Regions from separate parts of the Mus musculus genome. Here region 2 is linked to region 1. A link is a contact called in public HiChIP or PLAC-seq data. All regions are on one chromosome and are shown on one strand. The core of a region is the stretch at or near the end of the contact, and the rest is flanking DNA. Distances in the headings are between cores, read along the strand shown.

Region 1 (2,526 bases), core at 17-2,516:
GGAAGAGTGGGCAGGAGGGTTGTGAGGACCAGAGGCCTAGGATGCCTGCAGGAAGATGATGTCATCTAATTGTGTCAGGAGAGTTGCATCCAGGAAATCTCAACAATATGGTCACCTAAGCAAGACTTGCACAATGGCAACGTCAGCCAACATGTCAGATAGATGGGGAAGGGGAAGGAGATCTTGCAAGGCTCCCATTGTAGATCGTTGTGAGCCACCATGTGGTTGCTGGGAATTGAACTCAGGACCTCTGGAAGAGCAGTCAGTGCTCTTAACCGCTGTCTCACCTCTCCAGCTCCAGGTTATATCCCTAGATGAAGAGCTACAAGTAAATGGACGCTGAGAGAGGAAGGATCAGTGTTCTCTAAGAATGAGTCCCCTCATAAATTACTTAATCCCAAGTGGCCAGCCTTAAACACTCACACGCACGCACGTGTATACACACACACACACACACTCACACACACACACACACACACACACACACACACACACACACACACACACACACGTATACATTCACAAATACACCACATACACATACACACATATACACACATGTACACATACACATGTACTCACACAGACACACACCACAAACACACATGTATACACAGGTATACACAAGGACACACACGAGCAATGCTAAATGACTCAGCAGGTTATATTTTTACACACACACACACACACACACACACACATACATATATCTGACACTAATAGTTTAAGGTGAGGTCACGAGGAGCGGAAAGAACACAGGAGGAGTTGGGGGATGAGAAGGAGGGGACAGCAATGATGTAAAGAGAGCTTGTGCATGAAATTCTCAAAATCCGTTTTAAGAGGCAAAAAGAATGAGTTGCTGTGATCATACATAATGATTTCTGTAGAATACATACAACACACAGTTGAGTTGCAATGGACAACATTAGAAAGAAGGCAGACATTTACAGAATACCGAGAAATTGAAAAGAAAACCCATTAGGAACATATGCTTCTTTCTGCTTTACCCCCTAATTTTACCAGTGCAAGGAATACACTTTATAATCTATGTGGTCAGAGACTGGGATGGGCTACTCTTTAGGCTTACGCCTATAACGGAGCCTGGCAGGCAGTAGGTCCTGGTATGGATCTGTAAGTACTGAGTCACTCCAGGAGAGTATGAACCAGATGCTGGGACCCACCCAAGTGCTGGGTGGGTGGAGTGGATCTCAGCTCTCAGCACCTCCCTAGAGCTCTTGTTTCTCCTCCTATCTTGATGCCTTGCTGAAACAGACAGACAGCGGAAGTCCTCTCTAGATAATCAAAGGCTCTGGGAGAGGCAGGATGGAGAGGAGTGTAAAGAGTTTTTGTTTCAGTTGGATAAAGCTTTAGCAATCTGTGTAAACAGCCAAGAGCCTTGTTTCTCGATAAAAGACTCTCTAATCAGTTCTAATCCAAGAGCATCGTTGGCACTGAGAGATTGTAAAGGCAAAATATTCACTTTGAAAAATGAAACCTATTCTATTCAGGGCATTGTAATTTCCCATTGTGAGGCTGTGGTACCGGCGATTAAATTCTATTGTGTGTCTGCAGCCCTCGTTAGCGGGGATGTTTGCTATTATTAACTGATATTCTAAGAACATCCGCTCGCTCTCCACGGTGAAGAGCTGCTTGGCTCCTGAGAGATAATTTGCATACGTCTTGAGTTTGCCCTTCATGGTCTTTTCTTCCTCATTCGCTGTGCTATACGTATCTGGGATCCCATCTCATAGGGGCTGCCTCGTGCGTGGCATACTCTCTGAGCATGCTCAGTTGTCTGGCCATGTCATTCACATCTGGATAACCCTGGACACTTACACATGACTCTGCTATCTGTTTCCTGCATGGCAGGAAAAATTCTTTCTAAAAAGAAGTGCCTTAGGTTGTGTTCCCAGCAGCAGAACCCAAGGGGAGGATTTGTGTCAAAACACAGGCCCTCAGGTCCGATGGGGCCTGCATGTGAAACCTGTGGGTATGGAAGTGTCCACGCCTGGAAGTTTTGAGTTTTGCTTCCAGATTTTGGAATGTTTATAGAGGTTTTAGTAGTTGAACATTCCTAACACAAAAAAATCCAGCACCTTCGGAATTTTGAAATGTTTGTCTTCTGTTGACATCTCTGTATATGTGTATTATGTGTGTGTATATATGTATGTGTGTGTATGTATGTATGTGTGTATGTATGTATGTGTATGGATGCATGTGTGTATATGTATATATGTATGTGTGTATGTATGTATATGTGTGTATGTATCTATATATATGTGTGTATGTATTTGTGTATATGTATGTATGTGTGTGCATGTATGCATGTGTATGTATGTGTGTATATGTATGTATGTGTGTGCATATATGCATGTGTATGTATGTGTGTGTGTGTATGTATATATGTATGTGTGTGTGTGTGTGTGTGTGTATGTATGAGTATGTGTATGTGTGTATGCTATACAGTCTGTCCACAGCTTTAGGGATGTTCAGGTGTGTTACAAATACTAACGTAACAGTAGGGCC
Region 2 (2,526 bases), core at 18-2,517, 420 kb after region 1:
TTCAACAGTCCAGCCTGGGAAACTATTCTGAGAGATGAACAGAGTGATTCTTGCACACTATTAACTCCATCTGCCAAGTGGAAAACATCCCTCTGTTTTCAGTTTGGGGTCCAGGTTGATGGATGGGACTTTTCCATTGTGAAATATGCATGTTTAATTATCATTTCCACTGACCTCAGTGTTTGTACTCACAATATACATCAGCTGAATGCACAGGCTATTAATCACAAGGGTTCTGTTCAGGGTTTCTCTGGGCCAAGCTTTCATTGCATACTTTAGGATATCCAAAGTGTGGACACTACTGTGTCTGAGTTCCAAATTTCAAGAACGGACAAAAAGTGACAGGCATGGCTTTCCAGTTCCGGGTCTTACATGTCACTATGAGGGAGGTTACCTTCTGCTCAATGTCACCCCCCTGTGGGGCCCTCCTTGATGACTTTTGAAGTTAAATATATATTCCCTTGATTAAAATACTCTTTCCTTCTTTTAAGAATACTTTTAGTAATGTTTGTCTGTGTGTGGGGAAGGGGTGACATGCAAGCCAAAGCTTGTGTGCATGTGGAGGGCAGAAGATAGCTCGTGGGAGTCAGTTCCTTCCTTCTGCCATGTGGGTCCTGGGGTTCAAACTCGGGCCATCAGACTTGGCATCGAGCAAGCGCTTTACCTTCTGAGACAGATCATTTGCCTAGTGGCACACTCTTTGACTGAGAAGCTAAGTGTCTTTTTCCTCATTGCACACCTTTCGGTATTCAAATATACTTGAGACAGCACTGATGAAATGGAATCCTTGTATATCTTGAGCTTGTATATCTTGTATATCCTTGTATTTTGAGCTTCCCTGAAAGGGATGATCAAAACTCTGGCCTTTGTGTTGACCCAGGGCCTCAGTTTGTCCTTTTGGAGAGAACCATTCAGAATTCAAGTCAAAGAAAGTGGGTTTAGTGTTAGGTTGAAAAGAATCTGTGACAAATGCAACAGTAAAACAAGCCTGGAATTTTTAATACTTCTATTTATTGGAATAGGTATGGACTGGAGAGGCAGACAAAACTTACACAACAATGAACAAGGGAAAGGAAAACTGTGGTTGCTGTGTCTGAGTTCCAGGGACTCTTAATAAAGGCATATTCCGATTGGGAAGAAACAGAAGCCTATCTGCGCATACAAATGTAAATCACTTCTTTGAAACAAGGTCTTTAAACACCTCACCCCTCCTGGGCCAGGCATGCGGGTCACATGCTTCCTGTGTCTTCAGAGCTGGGCTCCACTTATTGGGAGCCACTGCAGGAGGGAGGACTTGTTTGAAACATGCTTGACTCCCCCATCAGAGCCCTAGCCCCTCCCTAGGTGTTTGGCCTCAAAGGTCAGTGTTTTTCCCAGTCCACCACAGCTGGTTTATGTCTGCTTTTGCCACCGGCGTTTCCACCAGGCGGAAAGCTTTGAAAAGGCTCCAGTCACATTTTGAAACTTCATGACAAAAAATTGAATGTCATCCAGAGACTAGTTTAGGATTTAAACATCGCTGTCAATCTAGGCTGTCACCACCACGAGATTTTTTACCCCGACGATAGATCACGGTGATGTGCTGGCCCTGACGGGTCTTGGACTGTTAAAACGATTGAGAACGGAATCTACTGGGCCATGCAAATAAATAAAAAGAGACAGGGAGTGTCAACCCTTGATGTGATTGCCTTCTTGGTTGTCAGGTCCTGGATGTTTCCAACCAGGCGTTTCCTGTTCTTTCCCGGTAACAGTCTGTGCAATGGGAAACAGAGGAAGTGGGACCTCCACTTCCTCACCAGTTTGAGGGTTGATAGTTTTGATCATTGAATGGCTAAAGGACAGACTAAAATGGAGACACCATTAGAACTGAAGTCAGATTCCAAAAATGTGTGTCTGTGGACAGAAAGAACAGGTCACAGACGCTGATTGCTGACATGAGCTGATCTAGGCAGGCAGAGAAGGAAGTACAAGGGCCAAGTGAGAGGAATCATGGAAGACGGGATGTAGAAACTTTAAGATGGAGGAACGTAGACATAGAAATGGTTGGATGTAAATGGGAAGGTGTGGTAGACATGTGAAGGGCTTGGATGGAACGGTCTAGGCACAGGAAGCAAGCCACCATGACTGACAAGAACTAAGCCACCCCTAAGTCAAGAAAAGATCAGAATGAAGATGTTAGTGGCAATGGAGTAAACGACCATCGCCACCAGCAAGGGGACTCATGGAGCACTCAGGATTGGAGATATTCAGTTTTCAGCCAGGGAGAACCCAGGAAGGACAAACAAAGACAAACTGGTTGGTTCTGTGGGTAGGATGTAGGCTCTTCCGGGACAGTGTGAGAAGGAGCTAGTGATGCACTTGATCAGTTAATAGCCCGGCACCAAAACAGGCAGATTCCCTGGTCACCTCTACAGGCAGGATCCTTGCTATCTATTCCATGACTTCACTCTCCTCATTTGTAGCGAGAGGTGCTTGCGCCAGATGGGTTTCCAAGGCAGTTCCCAATTTGGGAGAGAGTGGTTGGGG

Evidence for each region. HiChIP or PLAC-seq counts read pairs in DNA pulled down with a chosen protein or histone mark.
Region 2: an H3K27ac HiChIP or PLAC-seq map of embryonic stem cells shows a contact between it and region 1, with 4 times the contacts expected there. The contact joins two enhancer-like sites. A contact is called at or near these places in 3 of 115 datasets of contacts at active chromatin or transcription factors (embryonic basal ganglia and embryonic stem cells) and 1 of 9 other capture datasets (embryonic stem cells).

What each region holds. Positions count from the first base shown.
Region 1 is chr2:169,310,330-169,312,855 of GRCm38.p6, forward strand. No RefSeq gene overlaps it. Among named protein-coding and RNA genes, the nearest start is that of Gm46788, 13 kb to the left of the region's middle. Within about 2 kb of position 1,267, at least 6 of the 459 cell types and tissues checked have an H3K27ac peak or open chromatin away from gene starts, as enhancers often do. A contact at or near this core is called in embryonic stem cells, where this site is marked.
Region 2 is chr2:169,727,529-169,730,054 of GRCm38.p6, forward strand. All of the region lies in intron 1 of Tshz2 (teashirt zinc finger family member 2), which reads left to right. Among named protein-coding and RNA genes, the nearest start is that of Gm34344, 62 kb to the left of the region's middle. Within about 2 kb of position 1,268, at least 22 of the 459 cell types and tissues checked have an H3K27ac peak or open chromatin away from gene starts, as enhancers often do. A contact at or near this core is called in embryonic stem cells, where this site is marked.